3 separate regions of the Mus musculus genome follow, and regions 1 and 2 are each linked to region 3. A link is a contact called in public Hi-C and HiCAR-type data. All regions are on one chromosome and are shown on one strand. Each heading gives the region's core, a stretch centred on a gene start, on an enhancer-like site or on the middle of the called end of the contact. The rest is flanking DNA. Distances are from core to core; before and after follow the strand shown.

Region 1 (3,315 bases), core at 28-2,527, 2.7 Mb before region 3:
TACTGTGTACCGCAACCGTGTGTATTATTTCCTCTTCCCAGCCTTGTCTCTCTACCTCTCTCATTTTGAAATGAAGTTTTGCTGCTGCTGAGACTGATCTGAACATGAACACCGGATCCTCCCCTAGACCTGGGGCGGCAGTCGCACACTGGCTCCCAACTCCTTTTTCGTTGTTGTTTTGTTTTAACCACTTTGATGGAAAATAACAGTTAGCAAGTAACTTTTTGTATTTCTCCGCATCGATTCTTGTGGGTGGCTGTACACAGCCCACAGTGCAGAACTGAGCTTCTGTATCTCTCTGCAATAATTCCTGTGGGAGGCTGCATACAGCTCACTGTCAGGTATCTGCAAGTGGGGACTAGACACTGGTTTGTTACCAGTAGTCACATACATGGGATAATAAGGTTTAATTAACTTGAATTCAAGAGTGTCTCATGAATAAAGCTTCAGGGGTGACCCTAGATGGAAGAGGAAGCAGCAGCAGGTTTCTCTCCTTAGCCCACATGGCTCTTACCATGGACAGGGAGACCATAGGGTTTATTAATGACCACGAGGTCGTTGTCCTGGTGGAGAATCCTTCGGCTCAGTTCCTTAGCAAGCACATTGGGGTGAACTCGCTGCAGCTGCTGTGTGAATCGCACTAGTTCCTGCACTCTCCGCTGAACGGGGTTTGTAGGCACCTAAGGAAAGAGAAAGGTGGAAAAAGCTTAATGAAGGAGTGAAGCGCTGGGAATGGCCTTAAGTGCGATTTAGGTGGAAATCCGTGGAATGACTGTACTGTATAATTTGACTCATGTTTCCTTTGGGACCATACATAGCCATCTGTCTTATCTGCATACCCACGCGGTGGGTCTGGCAGTAGCAAAAGTGCGGTATTCCGACTACCACACAGAATATTCTCAACATTGATGTACTTGCTGTTACAGGACCTGCCTACCACACCCCACACCTAAGAAAGCCGTGAGAGCATCGCTTCTCGGAAGTTGAGTCTCTCTAGACTCACCCGCACTTCCTTTGCCTTTTGCTCTTGTTTCTGGGCTCGGAGCTTCTCTGCCAATCTCTGAGCATTCAGGGGCCTAGAGGAAGTAGCGCTGGAACAAAACGACCAGGAGCCGGGAGTGAACAATCTCCCGGGACGCGAACTCATACTCAAAAGCTGGACACCAGGCGTACGCAAGCAGGGCGCGGCCATCTTGGCGAGGGCGGGGCCGGACAGCGCGGAGAGGAGGAAGGGGGGGGGGGTGGGCCCTGCTGATCACGTGGGCAGGTAGCCTACGGGTCACGTGGGGCGGTGCGCGCTCAGTGCGGCTGCGCCGGCCGGTAGCTGCAGCTGGAGCGGTGGCGTTTGGAGCAGACGCGGTGAGTGTGTGGGGAAGCCAGGCGAGGGCTGGGAAATGCCGGTGCCCCAACGGTTTTCGCATGGCCCGGATCTCCATTCTTGGAGAGCACTGCCCTGGCAAGCGTGTCTCGCTTCGGGGCACGACTCCACGCAGAAACACTTCCCCGCCCCCGCGTCCTTAGAAGTGAAGCTGGCTGCTCCTCAGTCTTTACCGGCACCTGTCTGGTCCCTCTTAGCAACCAGGTCCTCGGCGGGTCCTCAGAGGGACGTGTGGTGTTCTTTCTCGTTTTCTTGCCGCTCGTCCTCCGGAGATCCCCAGATCTCTCATATTCCAACCTCCCGCTTTGCGACTGCCAACCCCTTTGTTTCGCGTTGTTTGTAGCCAGTCCTCCCGAAGATGACGGTTCTTTTCCTTCATCCAGGACCCCCGCCCCATACGTCCTACCTCGAGAGCGCTACGGGTTTATACTGACCTTTCTCTAGAGTTCGTTTCTTGGGGTCTCCTCTTTCTTCCCTTATCTACTCTTCCCAAGGAAAGTAAAGAGCTTTTCCCCCTTTGCCTCCTTTAGTCTTTCCTTCCATAGCTTGAAACCGTCGAACCCTCTCTCTCTCTCTCTCCCTTTCCTACAAGAGACTCCCGAACTGCAAACGACGACTCTCCTATCGCCAAAGGGCAGCTGGGAATATGAACAGCTGTTTTGGAATGGTAATCTCGAAAACACCTTGGGATGCGCATGCCGTTTGCTGGGGAAGCTGATGCTGAAGGGATGTCGTGAGAACTAGTGACTCTTCCCTCAAGATAGCCAGATTGCATTTCAGTTAGAGAATGAATAGTTGAATTAGGCTTGGGTGTTTCTCCCTCCAAAATGAATTAGCAGAAGGAAACCACATGTGAAACAGTTGAACAGGTGAATAGCCTCAGAAGACTAGAAGTTGAAGAATTTAAACTTCATGTGATAGTTGGATCTTTGAAACTTCTTGAGAAATCCCTTGCAAGTGGTATTGTAGAGAGGAATGTGGCAATACAAAGCAGGACAGATCAAAAAGGAAAGTATATCCGGGAAACCAACTAGGCTGCTGTAATGTAGATGATCATTAATGAAGCCCCGTCCCATTCCGCGGTCTTTTCCCCCCTGCTAAGTACTGTCCTTGAAATGTGAATTACCAGCTATACAGTCAAGGTGTGATGTGAATTACTGGAGGACTTCTTTCATCCCCAAACCTGTTAATATAGTAAGCTCACAAATATTTTATGTGGCTGCAGTGATTCTGAGTTAGGTTGGGTTGTTGTTTGCTTTCTGTCTGTCTGTCTGTCTGTCTGTCTTAAAGGTCTCACATTGTAGACCAGACTAGCCTCCAATTCATGGACCTTTTTCTCTGCTTCCCTAGTGCTAGAATAAAAGACTACACCCCCACACACCCAGTCTGTTTATGAACATTTTGAACAGTTATATTTCTGTCAGTTTTTTTTTTTTTTTTGACGTGAAGAACGAAGGTAGAGAATGGTGGGAAGACTTGTCTGTATTTCTGTAATAAGATAAGTGATCTGGATGTAGTTCCATGGGAACAGTTTGGGAAACACTGTTTCTTCTATTAGTGGCTTTGTCCCCTCTCACCAATAAATTCACAAGTAGAACACCTATATAAAATTTGAGAAATTCCACTCTAAAAGAATTATCCTTTCTGATAAGCTCCAGTTCCATGTTCTAATGTCTCTGAACTGCTGAGGATCACGTGTTAGTCACATGAAAGCCCCTTTTCCCAAGACATGAACATCAGGATTTAAAATCACATCATTACATTAATTACACTCCTATATTAGGTATGGAACCTTTATGGTTTGGAAGAATTTCGAGAAAAATATTTATACTTTTACCTTTTTTGCACTGTTCAAGAATTAACATTTGTTTTTACAGAATTGGCCTTCTTTGGCAGGAAAGAAAGAAAAACAAAATGAAACAAAACAACTCAGATGT
Region 2 (3,218 bases), core at 93-2,592, 2.6 Mb before region 3:
AGAAAGAAGCTCTTTGTTCTCTATAGCCAGAAAAAAGCCTTTTTGTTTCTATACTGTACAACCGGAGATGCCTGCCTTCCTGTGCTGAGGACACGGAGATAAAAATTCAGAAAGAACTCACTCCCCACTCCTGCCTTGTAAATTTCACCAAGGACACCGGGAAGAGAAGAACTCTTCCCAACTCCTCCCAACTCTCCTCCCAATTCCTCCCAACTCCTCAGCTACCTGTTAAAAGCCCCCTACTGTCACTGCTCAGGGTCGAACTCCCCTGCCCTGCAGGGCAGGCAGCAGGCGGAGGGACTTTGTCCTCAGCTAGCTGATAATAAAACCTCTTGCAGTTTGCATCAGGTGTGGTTTTCTCTCGAGATGTTGGGGTGTTGGCCAGCTCATCCCGGGACTTGAGCGGAGGCCCAGCATTGGGGTTCTTACACTTGACAATATTTGGAGTTGCCAACTGAAAGGGAGTGGGAAAAGGGCTAGCCTGTACGAATGGCCACACCAGTCACCTACAAAATCTAAAAACGCTGAGTTTTATTACTATTCCTTTACAATAAAAGAATACAAACTACTTCTCTGGGTAATAGGGAAGAACTACAGGCAAAGTGGATTTAGGAAGTTATGGAAAGACATGTATAATCCGTCTTGTCAGCTTACTTTTTCTTATCTACAAACAAATAAAAAACCCAAAAGGCTAAGTCTACACATAAAGGGAAAACAATTGATGTAAAATAACGAAAGTAGGAGAAAATGAACAATAGTTTACGTACTCACTTTTTAAAAACAACAACCAAGCCCCGAAGGTAGTGGCGTACGCCTTTAATCTCTACACTGGAGTCAGAGGCAAGTGGATCCAGCCTAGTCCATACAGATACCCTGTCTCAAAACAACAAAAACCAAGAAACAAAATGCCTTGTCGATTTATTTAAAACAAAATAAAACATTCCTTGCACGCCCACTCGTGAGTTGGGACCTTAATGTAAAACGTCATTATTTAACACTCTGTATCCATCATCATACAGCACCCAAAAGTGTTTTCGGTTTCCCATCCCAGGAGCTGGGCTAAGGTGGGCCTCTTTATTGTCACACACCTCTACTCCACCTCGTTAGGACCTCGCTGGTTTCCTTTCCCTTCCTCATCGCCTTCTAGGCAAAAGTCATTGGAAGGCCCTCACCCAAACAGGTGCAAAAACTGCAGAAGCGGACTACAACTCGAAGCATGCCGGGAAATGGAGTAGCGGACGTGCCTGCGCGGAGCATGCCGGGAGTTGAAGTCCAGTCCCTCACAGACTGTGAGGAAGGACCGCAAGGGGCGTGGGCGGAGGCTTCTTCGTGCAGGCGGGTACGGTTCTTCCCAGGCAGCATGGCGGATACAGCGCCTCAACTCAAGAGAAAGCGCGAACAGGAGGCAGAGGAGGCAGAAACCCCCAGCACAGAGGAGAAGGAAGCAGGCGTTGGCAATGGCACCTCTGCCCCTGTCCGCTTACCGTTCTCCGGCTTTAGAGTACAAAAAGTGCTCAGGGAGTCTGCGCGGGACAAAATTATTTTCCTGCATGGGAAGGTACCATTAAATAACCCGGGGGACGCGGGAAGGAGGGAACCAGTCTTCGTGTCAGAAGCGGATTTGTTTCCATTCTGGGAACTACCAGTCACGTTATTCGGGGAAGGTGGAGTGTGCCACTACCATGATACCTGTAGCGACAAGATTGCTGTGTAATTAAAGGAATGCGCACATCTAGGTCTAATTGCCCCAATTTCTCCTTCCCTAGAAATAGATGCCAGTTTTAAAATCACGTGTTAAACTCCCCAAGCCATTCATCATCGTTTATTTTACGTATGAAGACGCCAGGAACTCAGCAAGTGTTTGTTCTGCATCTTGTCTCTGGAAATGACGAGATAACTATTGAGATGTGGTCCCTGCTTTATGTGACTTCAGCCTAAGTTGTTAACCCTTTCCACATGCTGTGTGCTCTCATGTATGAGGGGGATCCAGGCGTGTGCATGGCATGTGGAGACCACTGTCCCTGTTCTGGGTCTCCTGGACTGCAAACTACTAAGGAGTTAGCTGGTTCTGCATACATTGTGCTTAGCTGTCTAGCAGGAACGGAGGAGAGTTGGAGACCATCACAAACTACTGAGGCAACTAGTCAAGGCAGATACGGAGGTTTCTCTAGAATGGGCTGCTTGAAACTTCCACGTGTGACTTCATTCTGCTGAGAAAGTTTTATACAACCCTGGGTATATAGGCATATATAATATATAACACACACACACATATATATATATATCTTTGGTATACTTACATATTTTCATTAAAGATGTAAACAAATTTGCATGCTTACAAATGACATGGATGTGCCTGCTTATAAAGAATGAGCTCTTGGCTGACCAATGCAGCAGGATATAGAGCATTTTGAGCCTTTTTCAGAGTTGATCAATATTTTCATTTGATAATAGTGCTGAGAATGCTACTTTGTATTAATATGTAGTACAGAGTGGCAGAATTGCGACTACTATGGTTAGCTGTTTGTCTCCTTTTGAGCTTGACAAGTACCATTTCAGAAACTGTTGGAGATACAGTCCTAATCCCAAGCCATATTCATTTAACAACTTTTAAAAATGAAACTCAGCAACTCAAACAGCACTTTATTTTTTACTACAGCGGGGGCGGGGCGGGGGGGGAGCACACCATGGCATACATGTGAAGGTCCGGGAACAACTTTGTGGAGAGGGTTCTCTCCTTCTTCCTGTACATGGGTTCTGGGGACTCAAACAGAGGTTGTCAGGCTTGTGTGCCCAGCATCTTCACTTGCTGATCCGTGCCAGCAGGCCTTGAGCAGCACTTCAAACCAAAACCAAACGTTTTAGCACAATACAACTCAAAGGTCTAGTGATTGAATCCTTACGTGCTGAAGAATAATGATGGGGAAATACTATGCTTTTGTTTTCCGTAGTTAAGCCATTTAAGAGCAAAACCACTTTGTATGTTCCCAGAAGGAACTTCAGTTCACAAGGCGTGGTAATCTTGGATCTGAGGCAAGGTGTTTCAGGCAGGGTTTGTTGGTGCTACCTGGCTTAACGGTATGCACAGTACAAAGTGTGTATATGATAGGTGATTAGATCCGAGACCATGGTAAATCTGCACTGCAGCACAGGTGAGCACCACCAGAAACACCTCCAACTTATTGTGTATTTCATTGTGAATTAATTTCTAGTCCTTG
Region 3 (3,224 bases), core at 387-2,886:
GAGAAGCAGACAGGAGGAGGGGGAGTGGGCCCGGCCCCCACCCCACCCCCCACAGTAAACCGAGTCTCAATTGCTGGCAGGCTGCACCGCCACTCCAGGTCTGGTCACGTTCAGACCCGTGTCTGTATTCGAACCCCAAATTGGAGCTGAATTGATGAGACTAATTTGGAGAGGGGGAAGGGGGGAGGGAGGGAGGCGAGCGAGCGAGCGCAATTGCTCCTGAAGAAATAAAGAATTAATAAGTCACCTTCTTGCCGCCGTGGACACCCTCTTGATTTTTTTTTCCTTTCCAATTTATTCGGATCTGCTCTGGAATTTTTCCCCTCTTTTCCCGGGAGGACTCTTAAATAATAGTGAGAAAGTCCACAGCGTGGTCTGAAGAGCGTGGAAAAAGGTAACCTGTTTTCAAAGTCTGGGAGATGGGAGTCAGGCCGCCAGCGCCGATACCCCAGAGAAGCCTTAACAAGAGAGCTCCTGGGTCCAGCAGGGGAGGCGCGGGGGATAGCAGAAAGAACCGAGCCGGTAAAGCGGGCCACGCCGCTGGTTGGGAATGACAGTCCCTAGCTTGGACCCTTAGACTGCCCGTTCTCATCCAAGGTGGGGTCTCTGCTGAGCCGCGGCTCGCCGCGCTCCTGGGTCCTGCTGCGTAGTGTGGAGGGCAAGCTCGCCCTGGTGTCAGTTCCTTGGGGGCTGCGATGGTATTGAAGAACTTGGGCCGTCGGGTCCTGATAGGTGAGAGAATTTAACTCAAAAAGCCTAGGTTGTGGCTGGTCTACCTCCTTAGCGGGCTGTGGAGCCCGGAGTCGAGGCGCGCCAAAGCATGGGCATCTCTCTGCTAACAAAGCTTGAGGTATTGAGCCCTTGACAGGTCAGGTCCGCGGGACCCAGAATTCGCTTTGAGCCTATCCGGAGACCAGCGCTTAGATGCAAAAACTCTCTTCGGCTCCTCTCTTTCTTTCTTTCTTTCTTTCTTTCTTTCTTTCTTTCTTTCTTTCTTTCTTTCTTTCTTCCTTCCTTCCTTCCTTCCTTCCTTCCTTCCTTCCTTCCTTCCTTCCTTTTTAAAAATAGTAGGTTTGCCTTGATCTGCATCCGAATCTCCCCTGGCGGTCAGCATCGCCAGGTTATCCCCTGTTCTAACAAACTCTTCCGCCGTCTTCCTCCCATCCCCAAAAAAGTTTGACTCCGGCTGGAAAAAGCATTAATGAATGTATCTGTGGGAAGAAACGGAAAGTGAATGAGTCAGGAGGGCCACCTTCGGCCAAAGGCCCAAGGGAAAGGAAAGAGGCCAGAGGCGTTTGGCTTTGGATTTGGGGGGAAGGTGATGGGGGAGTTGCAGACTTCAGGAATCAGGGAGCGGATACTGGGCGTGGACCCCGTCATTGTTCCTGGCCAGCTCTTATCTCCCAGGAGCAAGTATCCTGTGTGCGCAGTGCATGAATGTAACTGGGCATCCCGCGTATATTTATATAGCGAGTGATGCGAAAAGCAGGGCGAGGAGAGGACGAGGGGGTGTGGGGGAGGGAAGACAAGAGAGAGCAGAGAGTGGAGAGGGCGAGATGAGAGAGAGAGAGAGAGAGAGAGAGAGAGAGAGAGAGAGAGAGAGAGAGAGAGAGATAGGACTTCCTCCCCGATCGCAAAGTGAAGTCACTTCCCAAAATTAGCTGAAAAAAAGTTTCATCCGGTTAACTGTCTCTTTTTCGATCCGCTACAACAACAAACGTGCACAGGGGAGCGAGGGCAGGGCGCTCGCAGGGGGCACTCAGAGAGGGCCCAGGGCGCCAAAGAGGCCGCGCCGGGCTAATCTGAAGGGGCTACGAGGTCAGGCTGTAACCGGGTCAATGTGTGGAATATTGGGGGGCTCGGCTGCAGACTTGGCCAAATGGACGGGACTATTAAGGTAAGCGGCTGGGCAGTGGGCGCGGGGAGAGGGCCGACCGGGGCGGCGGGAGGGCTGGGCGCCGGGGTCCCGGAAGACGTGGCCGCTCTCCCTTCCTTCCGCGCCCCGGCTTCGCGCGGTCTCCTCCGGGTGGCGAGTCCCCCATTCCGAGGAGGCCGGCCAGCCTTCCCGCCCAGGGCGATCTACCCCTCACTCCTTGCGCCACTGTGGAATCCCGCAGGCTCCCACTGTGCCGCCCGAAGGGGCTGCGAGACCCGGCAGCTGAAACCTGGGGACCCGGGGCGCGGAGCAGAGTCTCGGGCGGGAGATCGCCGGGTCGGTTCCCACCCGGCACCCAGACGACCTGGCCCCGGCGCCAGGCACTAGTCTGGCGGCCAGCTTCCTCACGCCAGAGGCCGAGATCTGCGCGGGCAGGAGCAGCGTTCGCCTCTGGCTGGGGTCCCCCGACCCTCCGAGCGAGTTGGAGGAGTAGTTGCGGGAGGGCAAGGGGTGCAAGGGAGGGTGTCTGAGGATCCGGCTGAGCCGGCGGGTCCAGATGGAAGACCCTGTTTACTTGTCAGCCAGACCGGTTTCTCTTCCCCCCTTCTCACTGCTGCTGCCCGGCAGTTGCGGACGCCGGCTGCCTGGAGCTAACGGGCCCGCCTCGCAGTTCCTCGGGTTAGGAATCTCCTTGCTCTCCGGCTCCTCAGTGCCTCAGATCCCGCACACTGTGCGTGCGCCTGCTTTAGAGCAAGGGATCCAGGAGCTGTCCTCTCAGTAAGAATTAAACTCCTTCAACAGCTGTCCCCCTGCGGTGGCTGGTTCAGAGTCTATGGCCTGGGGCTTGCCGATTGCACCCCCACCCCCACCCGCCACCCGCGCCGGCCCAGCTTGGGTCTAGGTTGCAAAGTGCAGACCAGCAGACCTGTGAGTCTGGGTTCCCTGTCACGCTTCAGAAAGGCCGAGTGCTCCCTCCGAAAGGGGGAAGTAGGGCCAGGAGCAGAGACGAGGGACACCCCCTAACGTGACTAGCCTAAGAGGACTTAGGAGAATGAATGAGAGCAGACGTTAGCTTCAAGGCTGCATATCAAGCAGGAATTGCTCTGGAAAAACTATCAGGCTGGTGAGGTGGGGACTGGCAGAGCCGCCATTCTCCAGAACCCAGAGGAATCCACTTCCCTCTCATGGCTTGATGAAGAGGAGGTGAAGGTGTTGTTGGCTTTAGAGAATTTAACAGATTTTTATCTTCTGGGTGGGGTCAGAGTGTTTTTATTTTCTAAGAGTCTCTTCTCTCTCTCTCTCTCTCTCTCTCTCTCTCTCTCTCTCTCTCTCTCTCCCTCCCTCCCTC

The links. Hi-C and Micro-C count contacts between places; a contact is called where the count stands out from the background. HiCAR-type assays count read pairs that join an accessible place to other places.
Region 1: a contact with region 3 is called in a Hi-C map of B cells, with 6 read pairs. The contact joins the promoter of Fam118b here to the promoter of Fli1 in region 3. A contact is called at or near these places in 2 of 39 promoter capture datasets (frontonasal cranial neural crest and pre-B cells), 1 of 484 Hi-C or Micro-C datasets (B cells) and 1 of 115 datasets of contacts at active chromatin or transcription factors (astrocytes).
Region 2: a contact with region 3 is called in a HiCAR-type map of astrocytes, with 17 times the contacts expected there. The contact joins the promoter of Dcps here to the promoter of Fli1 in region 3. A contact is called at or near these places in 1 of 39 promoter capture datasets (embryonic stem cells) and 2 of 115 datasets of contacts at active chromatin or transcription factors (astrocytes and large pre-B cells).

The regions. Positions count from the first base shown.
Region 1 is chr9:35,265,767-35,269,081 of GRCm38.p6, reverse strand. Fam118b (family with sequence similarity 118, member B) reads left to right here and starts at 1,277. Exons shown (of 8, transcript NM_194257.2): 1 at 1,277-1,359. It overlaps Rpusd4 (RNA pseudouridylate synthase domain containing 4), which reads right to left and starts at 1,201. Exons shown (of 7, transcript NM_028040.2): 1 at 1,004-1,201; 2 at 515-680. The coding sequence starts at 1,192.
Region 2 is chr9:35,174,111-35,177,328 of GRCm38.p6, reverse strand. It overlaps Dcps (decapping enzyme, scavenger), which reads left to right and starts at 1,342. Exons shown (of 6, transcript NM_027030.2): 1 at 1,342-1,558. The coding sequence starts at 1,361.
Region 3 is chr9:32,539,864-32,543,087 of GRCm38.p6, reverse strand. Fli1 (Friend leukemia integration 1) reads left to right here and starts at 1,636. Exons shown (of 9, transcript NM_008026.5): 1 at 1,636-1,897. The coding sequence starts at 1,880.